2 separate regions of the Solanum lycopersicum genome follow, and region 1 is linked to region 2. A link is a contact called in public promoter capture Hi-C data. All regions are on one chromosome and are shown on one strand. The core of a region is the stretch at or near the end of the contact, and the rest is flanking DNA. Distances in the headings are between cores, read along the strand shown.

Region 1 (7,053 bases), core at 2,210-4,709, 140 kb before region 2:
AATTAAAGAACATGCATTCATTGTTATACTAGAAGTCTATAACAGAAAAAAATGCAAAGAAAGAACTACAATGAACGAAGCAAAAAGAAAAAATAGATAGAGATCACTCTTCCCATCAAGAAAGAAAAGATGTCTCCTACATAAAAATTGCATTAGCACTAATAACCTCCCTAACAAGTAAATGAATTTATTTTTTTCAGGAAAAAATATTAGCACTAAAATTCACATTGTATACTCCCCTGATTCAAAGTCTACAGGTGAAGGAGGGTAGACATGCACGCCCAGTATTTACCATGTTTTGAAGCTCGAAACAGCATATTTCTCCGTAATATATAAAATATTTCCAGATACAAGGTTTAAATAGGAAATATCATTAATAATCATGTAAGAGAATAACAACACAAATTCATTTGAATAGACAAATAATACACTTGAGCTTTATGCAGGCATTGGTACTTACTACTTAGCATTTGGTTTTTGATCAAGACAAAGATGTTAGAATCTGAATACACTAAACAAAAAGACTTCGTTGTCAACATCTGAATATAACTCCGCTTGTGTGAGCTCGCTTACATTGATGATCTTAAGCCCCGATAAAGGAGGACGGTTGATGAGGTTCGAGTAAACAACTTCTCTACACCTTAAAGATAGGGGTAAGGCTACATACATCTTATACTGGGTTTGTTATATTTTCTATCGTTGTATTAAGACTTGAATGCTAAATAATTAAGTTTGTTTGTTTTACAAAATCATTTAAAAATAAGTTAATATAAAATTTAATGAAATACCAAATCAATCTAGCGCTAAATCAATACAATATTTTTAAAAATCAAAGATGGTTGGTAGTGCTGGCTAGCGGTGGTAGTTGTGGGTGTCAATGAAGGATGGTGTTGGCTACTGGAGGTGTTAGAGGTAGGAGTTAGTTGTGGCTGGAAGTGGTGGTTGATAAAGATAGTTGGTGGTGGTGAATGATAGTGATAGGAAATGATGGTTGCGAATCATTATGGAGGCTGTCTTATATATAATGGTGGCGGCTAGTGATGATTGGTAGTTGTCTAACAGCGATGATAGTTGATTGTAATAATTGGCACTGTGGTCGCGGTGGTGGTTGCGACTGTTGAGGATGGTAATTGTGGGGGTGAGTGGTGGTAACTGATAATGGTGAGCCAGCCCTAATGTCATTGACACATGCATAATAAATGATCATTAACTATCCACCTCATGGGCCACTGAGATGTAAACCCAGAATCATGATGAATGGTATCAACACATTTGGTGTAAGCAATACTATAAAATACAATAAAGCATTGAATGCATTCTGAAAAAAGACATCTAAAATACAATTATGTAAGGAAGCTTGTAGAGATGAAGCATTGATTGCATTCTGAAAAAATATATATATAACACAATTATGTAATGAAGCTTGAAGAGACAAATACTTACTCCCAAATGCTGGTGATGAACTGCCAAAAGTGGTAGTAGAAGCTCCAAATGCAGGTGAGGATGATGCACCAAAAACTGATGTAGACCCCAGAGGTGAAGAAGATTGGGGGGTTCCAAACACTCCAGTGGAAGTGCTACCAAAAAAGGAAGCACCTGATTGAGAACCAAATGGATTTGTACTGCCAAAAGGTTTTGGAGCAAATGGGTTATTACTTGTCTGCCCGAAACCTGATTGTGACCCAAATGGGCTAGAAGATGACTGCCCGAAAGCTGAAACAAACAGAAAGCAGTCAGCAGTGAACATCCTCACTGTATACGATAAGAGGAAAATGAAGACTAACAATTGTACCATAGACGAGAAAATTTCAGAAAATACTACACAAATCGAAATAAAAAAGGCATAGTTTCTATGAAATGAAGCAAATTAATGGAAAGATGAGCGGGTGCACTGTGGAAAAGAGCAGCTATTGAAAATAAGAATGGGCAAGTCCTTTTTAATCCTTTATTTCTGGTTAGGAGTATCAGTTTCAACGAAAATGTAAGTAAAGCTACGAGTCATAACTATCTTCATTAGAAGTAAAGGGGGGAGAGGGGGGAATAGATTTCTCAAGTATAAAAAAGATGTTGAGACAGCTGCAAGTACTTACCATTCGTGGACCCAAACATGGTTGGATAGTCAAATCTTTCCCAGCAGTTGTTGGAGTGTCCAAGTTAAGCTACAAAAAGGACAGAACGCGCAGATCATTCTCAATTGGTTGTTGAAGTAGAAATATACGTCTAAAGAAAATTCAATGAAACGGAAGTAAAGAAGACTGTTTCCACTTACATATAATGCCTCAATGAATGAAAAAAATCCTATGCACTAGGTATATGCATTATGCTGCAAAATTAATAAACAAGGAAAGAATAAGAAGATCCATTATTAAGAAAGTAAAACTTGAAAACGTCACGTAAATCAATGTAAAAACAGTGCTTAAATGACAACACTGCATCTATGTGCAGAAGTACAACTTTGGACTTGATTTCCCCCCTCAATTAAGGCAAAAAAAAACTGAATATGTCAAATTATCCATACAAGCATATTGTATACATTAGGGTGGAATGTGAATAAGGTATAGGAAACAGAAACAAAATCAGAAATAAAAAACCTAACGCGCTAGGGTGAAGGCTCTACGTAATATGCCAAGGGGAGGTGTTGATGACCAACTACTAAATGCTTGATTTAAATCTATAAGCCCCAAAAATATCAATCAAAAAGGTTGCAACTTGCAACAAAAGTTATATTCTTATTTAGGTTGCTGTATGCTTGCTAATCTCGGCTATGCAAAGCCAATCATCCTTACTCTTTAGAAGTCCCTGGTTGAATGAAGTCACCAATAGCTTGATAATGGATGTACAGAAATCCACATTCAGAAATAGATTTCCACATATATAAGCCTCGGCCATAAAAATATGGGAAAATAATTAATATAATTGTACACAACTTATTCATGGATACAAATTGTATTCATTAATACTATTGTATTTATTGATACATATACATACTAATCACATGTACACAAAAACAGTCATTGATACATACACATACTAGTTACTTATATACAATTGTCCAACGTACATACAAATACAATCCGCGTCTCTTCTCTCCTCTCCTCCCCTCCCTCTAACATGTAAACTATGTATTTAGCAAACTACAGTTATTGTTGCCTCATTATGTTTCAAATCTTTGTTATTTTTGAAAGTTCCTCTAAAAATATCACATTAATTGATAAAGTAATGGAGAAACCGAATAGAAATCGGAATCGTAACAGCTAGGGTTAAAGGCGCTACCTGAGATGTACAAGGAAGATGTTGCCGGCCGACGGACGACTAGCTGCTCGTTTTCGATCTGAAAGCAGCAGAAATATCACCTGAAAAGGTCGCCGGAAGCTAGCGTTTGTACAACTTCGGCGGAGTTAGAGTGTGTGTTTTGGTCGGAAAAAGCCCTATCAGAAGGTCGCTGCATCATACAAATAGGCAACGTAGCTTTTAAACAACGCTAATTATTGACGGTTCGGTTAATGGGCTTAGACCCGCCCGCCCGTTTAACATGAAACTATTTGTATCCGATTAAGGATCCGACTACTGTCATACTCACAAGTTAGAGGAAATTTAATTTCTTTAACTTATTTGTATTTTTTAGAACTTAAAAATGATTATTTAAAAGTATATTTCTTTTTATTTGAACTCTATATTTTAAAATGTTTAAAATAAATCAATTCAAACATGTTAGTTATTGCGGGTTTCCTTGTATAAAAAAATGTGAATAGCCAATTTTATAATATATATGTGCATATGTGTATATAATATCATTAATTCGAACATATTATAACAATTACACTACATAGTTCGAGAAGCGAATCCAAGATTTGGAAAGTCTAAATACACTAATATTAAGCTAAAAAAAAGAAATTTGACAAAACTCTGATCGCATCGGCGGATCTTTTAACTTGTGCTAGCAGTATAAAGCACCATTTCATGCTTTTTACGAGGATATTGATAACTATATTTAGTTTTATTTTTTTAATTTCTCGAGATGGACTAACATAATATACATGATGTCATGCGAAGTTAATGAATACATGTATACTCCACGTGAACATAGAAATCTACCTCAGCGCCTTTGATTGATAGAATATTTTGATTTTTAACCAACATCGCTTGAAGATCAATAAGAAAAATAATACTGTATATGATTGTTACCCAACCAGCTCATAATTGATTAATACTGCTTTAGCCATTATCATCTTCTTCTTTTTTTGTCATTGTTTTTGTTTCTCCAATGAATGTACATTATGATCAAACTTGTACATAGATTTGAAAAGTAAAAGTCCATTTATCAATTATCGTAGAAGAAAACTTACAACGAAATATTGTCAAATTCAAATCCTATTAATTCAAGTTTTGATATTATCTTAAGAAAAAATACATAAAACACACTAAATTTATGCTGCGATTATGGTGAAGCATACTTAAAAACGAATATCTTATATGTATGCATCGCACTTTACACTTCAATTAGTGAGTGAAAATACTGCATGTTATTATAACACCAGTTTTTCACGATCATTATCTAAAATCTTTTAACTCAAAACGATTTTTTTTAAACGCTAAACGTCTGGAATACTTTTAACATGTTACCTAATTTATTTCACTTCCCTTTACAGTTTATTTTAAATTAATACATATTTCTTTTCAATTCATTAATTGGAACTTTCCACCTAATAATTGTTTAAGAGAGAAAAAAATTAAAAGAACATGTTAATACATCATAAGACCACAAATTCGGAATCCTCATATACTTTTTGAAACTTCGTATCAAATCAACCAAACATCTACTGAAATTATAACGAACTACTACTACTAACAAATATTTAACTCGAAACCATGATTTCTGTACGGAATATTTATCTTTAAAAAGAATTATTGCAGCATTTTTTTCATTATAATAAGCAGGTTTTGACAATTCACAGAAACAAGGTTAAAGCCTAAATAAAACTTGTAGATCATAAAGCTAACATAGAGCATTTTAACATAATCTAAATTTCAGAAGGAATAAGCATTGTTGCACTGTTTCTAACTCCATTAAATAGAGATGAGAGAAGAAACATTTGAGTAGAGGCTAGTCCTCATCGCGTAAACATGGCTAGATACTCGCACTGATACCCAAGTCTCAACCAACACAAGATTGTAAAAATACTCCTCGAATATACTACAGCAAACTTACTTTCTTCAGCTTGCCATGACAAGAAAAGACTTGCTTCAAGCCACAACTTGACATCAAGGGTATTTAAAAAAAGGAAGGTATTATATACATTGTGAGCAAGCTTGTTCTGCACGTATCTTGTGAACTCTATCAACGCTCAGATAGCACTTCACCGGTTTGTTTCAACATGGAATGTAAGAGAAGCTAAATAATGCTTAGGTGAACAATCTGATAAACCTCCGTCATGCTTGTCTCTGTCTAAATTCAGTAAATTGCAGCACAGGCTAGTCCTCATTAGCAACGCTAGCCTGCATCCTGGAAACACAACTCAGGAGGAAGCAGATGAATCGCATTGCCACTGGTTATTAGGAGAGAGTTGGCTGATCACACCATCTTCAATCTTCCAAGTTCTAAAAGTAGTTTAAAGTTTTCACCACCCATGAACATCATAGATTCTGCAAAATATTCTCAGCACCAATGATGCAAGCAAGAATGAGACTCCCATTTACTGCAGAAACACAAAGTAATGTATGAGAGAAGTCCTATTAGTACAGACCATACCATATGTATAACAAAAGTAGATATACCTCGAATAGAGCCATCCTCCAATCTCATAGATATCAATGCTATTAATTATTATACTCTTTGATAAGGTCTCAATTAAATAATCCCAGCACACTTTAGACAGCATGAGCCAGGTTCTTCCCAAATCCCACACCAGCAACTGATTCATCCTTGCAATTACCGCTTGGGTTAGTAGTCTTATGAAGACATCTGCACTTAAGACAAATGAACCTGGCAGGAACAGCATCCAAGTCAGGGATCCCGGCACATCTAGTGTGCTGCCAAACACTGCACACATCGCATGCTAACATCCTCTCCCCATCATCATCCTTTGCTCCACAAAAGCAATCTACAGTCCATCTCTCCATTCCCCTTTCCATTCTATACTTGCTCAGCCCATTTTTCCCCAGGAATTTTCCCCTGACTGTAACAAATTCAGCAGACCCTAGAAGGAGTTTGATCTGAGTAGATTCATTCACACCACCATATCCAACTAGCTCATCAGCTTGGAATCTTTTGAACATCAGGTAAACATCTTGAAACATCCTTGATGCCTCTGCCTTCAAGTCGGAAATGGTAGCATCCGAGGGGAGAATCAATAATTCTGGAGGAGGGTTTCTGGAATGTACATCAGATTGTTCTATGATGTCCACCTCACAAAGCACCTGGATTGCATCTGATTTAAGGATAGGCAAGAATTTTTCAGGTTGATATACTTTCAAAAATTGCTTGCAATCAAGAACAGTAGTAGCAGAGTCAACTGCAATTTCCCTTTTGATCAAGGGAACATGATTAGACATTGTCGATGGGTTTAGCATGCAATCGTACAAGTACTTCAGATCTCGACGCAGATGTTCCTCAGATGGGAGGTTGGGAGTACAAGGCAATCTATTCTCATTTGTATTAACATTAACCATTGGGTTGCAACGTTCAATTCTGCATCAAGTCAGAAAAAAAATCAGTGAGAAAGCAAAAAAAATCTACAATGCACAAAATGTGACTCCAAAGAAGAATGGATTACTGACTTGTACTCCATAGCACCAGAACCAGAAACGCTGCGGACATTGACAACCATTCCGTCAGCTACCTGCTTTCCATGGAGTGCCTTTAGGCAATAATCAAGGAGTTCAGGAGGACCAGCTTTACACACAGCACCTCTAAGAGCACGCCAGCTCACCCAATTGGGCCCAGAGACAGCCCGTAGTACTCTAAACATTGCTTCTTCAACACGTAAAATGTCAGTACTGGTCCATGAACACAAGACCTTGGAGTCGCAAGTTTTACGCTTCTTACAAGTGGCC
Region 2 (6,952 bases), core at 2,874-5,373:
AATTTTAAAATGTTATCAAAAAAGAAAAAGGTTATTCTTTTTGAAACAGACCAAAAAAAAAGTAGGTCATTCTTTTTAGGGATAATTGTATATAATAGCAAACTAATAACCTAAAATAAATAGAGTAGCTACGGTTTGATTTAATTGTGCTCCATAGCAAACGTTAGCCAGAGTTTATCAGTCCCTTCTCTCCCAAAAATCTCGCTCGCCACTCTCCCATTCTCGATCGCCATTCTCCCTCTGCTCGCCTCTCTCGCTTTACACAGAAATGTATAAATTGTGTTTCCGTTTTGTATAAAGCGAGAGAAAATTGTATATACACATACAAAAACATATATATTTGTGCTATACACTTAATTATACAATTTACAAATATTTTACTTCAATTCAATTGTAGACAAATACAATTTTTATACAAATATTGCAGCGAAAAAGGCCAACGAATTATACAATTGCAGTGAAATACAATTTTCTCTTGTTTTATACAACAAAATGGTATAAATTGTGTTTGTGTTTTTGTATAAAGCGACAAAAAAACATATATTTCTTCCTAACTTATAATTATGCAATATACATATATTTTACTTCGATTCAATTGTATGCAAAACAAAATTTTATACAAATATTGAAGCGAAATAGGCAGCGAATTATACAATTGTGCATTATACAATTGCAGCAAAATAGACCTGCGAATTATACAATTATATATGTATAGCGAATTATACAATTTTATGTTTGCTATGGAGCACAATTATGCAAACTTTGCTATAACATACAAATATAAAAAATTTTGTTTGCTATATATGAAAGTTGACTTTCTTTTTAAAACGGAGGTATATACTTACTTAAACAAATTACTACTCATGATATTCACATGAAAATATATTTTTCTTAAAAATATATTACTAAAAATTACGATGGTAAAAAATTTCCTCGTAAAATTATTTCTATATTATTACTCTTACCCGATACCAAACCACCTCGTTAATTGACTAACCCATATAGGTCCATACTACGACAAATTCCGTACTCCAAGTCTGAAATCAAAACCAGCTAATCACGGAATATTATTTATATTACTATTCACAAAGTACCCCACCCCCACCACTTACAAAAAGAAAAAAAAAATTAAATAAATCTTCTAAAACACACCACCAACACGTTTAAACATAAAGTTTCTAAATTAATTAAATAAAAATAATTTTTTTTTTAATTTAAAAAATAAAAATCTAGAGACGACCATAACTGCCCCACAAATAATTCCCACCCACGCGCCGACATTACATCATTTTACTCCACTTTCTCTCTCCTCTTTGTCTCCACTATATAAACCAACTCTTATCTTCCCTCTCTCCTCACTCAAAACCTTTTCAATTCTCAAATCTAAGCACGTGTATTACACGCATTCTGCGAATTTCTATGGAGAGCATGATGAGTAGAAAGAAGAGAGTCCGAGTTGAATCGGAAGAATCAGAATATAACTCACCGGAAGTGAAGAAACTCAAGGAGAATCTGTTGTACGATCTCACCGATGACGATGATAGCTCCGAGTTTTGCACCACGAGTCATGATTTCGATTCGTTCATGAAGAGTTTCGAAGAAGAAATTACAGCTTCTCCGTCACCGGCGAAGGTGATGGAGACGGAAGCGGTGGATTTGACGGCGGATTCTGATGAGTCTCAGCCGGAGTTAGGTTACCTTCTCGAAGCGTCGGATGATGAACTCGGACTTCCTCCGGCAACGGCGGAGGGAAGTGAATCGGTAGTCGAATTGATCGGAGTTTCACCGGATTCAATATGGGAAGTGGAAGAGAGAATTCCGAATTACGATTCGTTCGAATTGGGGATCGCTGATTTAGTGGATTTTAACACTGGTGTTTGTGAATACGTAGCACTAGATGGATTGTTTGATCATTCGGATCTTGGTTTCGGGTCACCCGATTTTCTATGGAGACCCGAGACGTTACCGGCAAACTAGGAAGTGTAAATCTTTTTTTTTTTGGGGTTTTAATCTTCTTTTTAATTATTAATATTATTTAATTTAAATATTAAAAAGCAAGAACAGAGTATACAAATTTCTGGATATTAAATTTTGAACCAAAAGATAGTGGAATTTTATATTTATGAAATAAATTATAGAATTATCGGTTAATATTGAATTTTTTTAATATATTAGAAAAACATGTTTTTCTTTGCGGTAAACATATTCACAAGTATTAAATAGCTCAACGAATGGGCTTCTCGATGCTGATCTCTATTCCTAAGGTTCATACGAGGACGTTATGTCATCACATGCCCCCATTTTTTTTTTAAAAAAATAGAGTTTTGATCGACTTTTTGTGTATATGCATGAACACAAATATATAAATATAACATTTTTTATACATCGAAGATGAAATTAATTACGAGATTGACAAACAAAATTAAGAGTTGCTCAAGGCACCACGACACTTGACACAACGATCAAGTCAAATAAAACGATATTATTTTTAACTCATTCTTTATCTTATGTGAGTATAAATAAGAAGAAATCTAACATGTTTACGAGTGTAGTTGGGCATCCCATCATGAGTCTTGACCATTATTTAATAGTGTAGTTATTACATGTTTAGGGCATTTAAAAATAGGGGGAAAATTAATGTTTATTAAGAGAAAAAAGTATCCATTCCACATAAACTAAATATTATATATCATCAAATTGGATTTATTGCACTCTATTATGTATGGTAATTTGCTTAGTGTATATTGAGTTACGTAGAGTAATATTTCATATAGAACGGTATATTTTTGAAAAATTCCTTCTAACAGAATCAGTCACATTATGTGTAATAACAAAATATGAATTTTCTAAATTGCCTTTTGACATTTTTTAGCAATGTCAGACTAAGATTTGGTCTTCGTTCCGCATTTAGGGATAAGACTTGAGACTTGAGTCTCATGTTTTGAATGTCTCAAAGCTCGATTTATTGATCTCGATCACGATCAAGTGGATCATTTAAAAATATTTTTCGATTCGTGGTAAGGTGGACAATTAAGATAATTGGGTCATCTTATGAGAAGCATGGCCCAACCCACTTAAAACCAATTTTAGCCCAATTCATTTGTCCAAATAACTTTTGAACTAATCTTTGTCCAACCCATATATTTTGTTGTAGATCCATTGTGGATGGGCTTTTTCTCTTTATTTCCATGCACAATTCTTAAGAAAGTTTAATGAAGAATTTTTTTTTTGGCAATTCCTCTTGATCCAAATATTTTACTTAGATGTGATAAAAAACTCTTTGTAGATAATTAACTATCACATTCAAACCAAAACTTGAAGGCCACTATTCAATATGTCAATTTGAAATATATCAATAAAATGAGTTGAGACATGTGTGTATATATATTCTAAAGAGGGAAAAATTGTAACAATATGTGTATATTAATATATGTATATATTATACACTAAATATACCTTGATTAATGTATTATAGACATATTATAATAAAAAAACAAAAAGAATGAGTGTGAAAGATTAAATGGCTATGATGAGTACTGACAAAAAATGTATATAATGAAAGGTGCATCTATTCTGTATCTAACACATATACTATATGCAGTGTGTGTATATATATAGTGTATAATGCATATATAACTTATAACATTTACATATAAAAAAAAGAATTAATATATAGATTTTTGTATACAAAGTAAATATCATGCTCTCATATATATATATATATATATATATATTCCTAATCTTTCTTTCCCTTTTAGATCTTATAATTTTAGGTTAGGTGGGTAGACTTGAAGGTGCATGAGGCTATTACAAGGGTGGATGAGTTTGATATATATCACCACAATTTCATCTCCAACTACAAAAATAGCACTATATTAAATCTCCATCATAATTTATGAATTTCATTTATTCCTAAACCAATTGATTTATGTTTTTTAAGCCCTGATAAAATTGGAATAAATAAATAAATACATCAAAAAAGTACAACGAAAAGAATTGTTAATAGAGAGAAAATTATTAAAAACACAATAAATTATTAATTTCATACTCAAATAATTGATAATTTTAAAAATATCCTATCGCGATTATATATAATATAAGTCCTGCGTATAACAAAAATCTAGCTAGCTGATCCTTTCCTTCATTCAGTCTTCAACACCTACTCCCAATCTTTCTCCTTCGCCTTTCACCACACGCGCTACCCAAACTACCCAAATCCTTATCGCGTGTCTTACACGCACATATCATACGCGTGAAAGTGTCTCCTCAGTTATTAAATATATAAAAAGGCCTGTACTCTTTTAACTCTTTACTTGCACCTTACGGTCCTTTCTACATTATTCTTCCTTCACCGTTGGGCTCTCCGTCGTCCTCTCCCTCTCGTCGGTCGGCGATCAAACTTTCCGGTGACGGAATAACAGATATGAAGATTTTTGTGAAAACTCTCAAAGGCTCTCACTTTGAAATTGAAGTCAAACCTGAAGATACGGTCCGTTTTTTTTTTTTGAACTCTTTATTTGATTATACATGAGCTGATGATATCAGCGATGTTGTTTGAATTCAGCTTGTTTTTACCATTTTTTTCGGAATTGAGGTTTGTTTTGATTTGTTGACGTGCTTTGTGATGCATAGATGTGACTGACTGTCAGTAATGACTGATTCAGTCGGTTGCTGCTCTAATTTGTTGATTAGATTCCGAGTTAGGCGATGTTGAGGTTTGAATTGAAGTGGTTTTGGTTTTGATTTGAGTTTTGAGGAGTTTCTGATTGTGTGTATTGGGTATAATTAGTGGATTCTTTTTTAAGTGTTTTGAGATTGTGCTATAGTGCTGGTGTTGCTTAGTGATTTGTTTCTTCAGGGAGGCCATTTTGTTGTCGGAAGATGCATCTATGGAAGTGTAAAGTACTTCCTCTGTTGATGTACTCTTGGAAACATATCCTGTGTGACTTGTGAGCTTGGGCTGCTTGCCAAGTTATAGCTAGTTTTAAGCCAAAGAAGAGCCTGCAATAGAATGAAGGAAGATAGTTAAATTAACAATTATTTGAATTCTAAATATTAGACGACGACGGTTGCAGAGGGTCCATGTAGGGGCAGTTGGTTTTTGATGGCGAAAGGCAACAAAAGGCGACAAGACAATGCGGTCTTTTTGAAGTGTGGCGCGAATTATACCAAAAATTTTGAAGTATTAAATTGCTTATATAGTAATAAAAATGTCTGTAGTAATAACATATTAGCAAATATTTTAATTCAAAAACTGAAAATAGAAAGTAGATACCGAAAGTCTAGAACTTGAATGAGAAAAAAACAAAACAAAGTCAAAATAAATATGAAAAAACAGAGGTAGAAGTGACTCAAAATTCTGAAGGAAGAGGAAAAAGAAATAGAAGAAGAAATCTGTGGAAGAAAAGAAGAAGAAAGAAGAACTATGTATTGGTTGGACTTTGGAGTCGCCGGAAAAGTATGGTTGGTAGCCGGAGAAGTCTAATCGAGTCAATTGGCTGGAGTCGCTGTCGCAGTCGCAGTCAAAGAGTTGCGAGAAAACCGTAAAGTCATCTTTTAACTTTTAGAATTCTAAGTTAGTAACCTTTTTTAAGAAAATACAGAAGGCGACACGTTTCTTGCCTTTGTCACCATGGCGTCGCCTTTTGAAGATTGCCTTGCCACAAAGCTAATAGGCGATGAAGGGTCGCCTCACTTCGCCTCTCGCCATTGTGACTAGGTGATGATCGCCTTTTACAACACTGCTTCGATGAATCCTCTGAAAATTGTTGAATAGAACGGGTGGATATTTAATTTTAAAAAAATAATGGAATGGATAGATATAGACATTCATATAGCTGACTCCAATTGGTTTGGAGTTAAGTTGTTGAGCTGCTGTACTCTTGGAAACCAAAGACTGACATGGAAGGGCGTGGTTTCTTCTATCGGCAGAAAAGAAGTTTGGCTTTTGCTAATATGGTTGAAATTGCATGACATCCGGATGAAGTTGTGAAGTTTGAAACAAGGTTTTGCTAATACGGTTGAAGTTGCATGAGATCCCTTTGTAGAAATTGGAAGAATTTGGAAAACTAGCCCTCGTTAGATTATTTTGGTAAGTTGTATTTTTTGACTAGTTTCTCACTATTTAATGAAGTAACATCGGTATTTTTTCACTGCTGCAAAGAAACACAGTTGCTGGTTACAAATCAGTGTTCTGATAGTTGGTGTCAAACTATACTGTCAGCCATAGTTGCTCTTGATGTCCAACCAATAATAAGGCGTTTGGACAAATTCTTTAGGCTCAACATAAAAGTGTTTCTCAGTAATCAAGTGCTATTAGCAGGATACATTTCTATATATAGATTCAGCAAGTAGATAACAATTTACAAGTTTGTATGTAACTATGAGGTCCAACAATGAGGTACAGAATTAAATCAAAAGGTATGATAACAAAAGCAGAATGAGCAAATAATCACAGTTATTCAAGGCTGTGGCATATCAGATATCATACAATTGCCCGACTTTGGCATATGATCCTCAAATATATTTGGTCGCACTCAATAGCCATTGTGAACTTAAGCAATGTGCCTTTGCGTAGCGAGGTGTTACTATCTCAAGGGTGGATTTATGCTTTCTTCAGAGAAGTGTGTTCATCAAATGATGGTGGACAAAGTAATCTGAACCAATCATCCATTCTTTTTTACCTCCACTTTTAGTAGGGTTAGATTGACATTGACAATGTTGTATATTGGATGCAGTAGTTGGTTATTTTATTTCTAAGTTGATTTTATATTTACTAATAAATTCATTTACATTTGGTACTTTCTAATTTAATAAATTGTAAACTTCGCTGCAAAGAAGCATCCGTTCATATCTCGCTTTTGCTTCAAGCCTCATGGACCTAGCCCCCTTTTTTGCTTTTCTCACTTTTGGTAACCCTGATTACTCTCTCGCGACCAAACTTTTGGACAAG

The links. Promoter capture Hi-C pulls out the DNA fragments that hold promoters and counts their contacts.
Region 1: a contact with region 2 is called in a promoter capture Hi-C map of leaf, with 3 times the contacts expected there. The contact joins the promoter of LOC101245750 here to the promoter of LOC101249452 in region 2. A contact is called at or near these places in 1 of 1 promoter capture datasets (leaf) and 1 of 8 Hi-C or Micro-C datasets (leaf).

Annotation. Positions count from the first base shown.
Region 1 is chr4:1,580,826-1,587,878 of SLM_r2.1, reverse strand. It overlaps LOC101245750 (nuclear pore complex protein NUP98A), which reads right to left and starts at 3,459. Exons shown (of 14, transcript XM_010321116.4): 1 at 3,274-3,459; 2 at 2,270-2,323; 3 at 2,091-2,159; 4 at 1,444-1,713. The coding sequence starts at 2,109. LOC101251672 (PHD finger protein At1g33420) reads right to left here. Exons shown (of 6, transcript XM_004236925.5): 4 at 6,778-7,053; 5 at 5,776-6,688; 6 at 5,010-5,696. The coding sequence ends at 5,869.
Region 2 is chr4:1,437,740-1,444,691 of SLM_r2.1, reverse strand. It overlaps LOC101249452 (ubiquitin receptor RAD23c), which reads left to right and starts at 4,123. Exons shown (of 12, transcript XM_004236917.3): 1 at 4,123-4,489. The coding sequence starts at 4,424. It overlaps LOC104646741, which reads left to right and starts at 1,420. Exons shown (of 1, transcript XM_010321120.4): 1 at 1,420-1,977. The coding sequence starts at 1,420. The coding sequence ends at 1,977.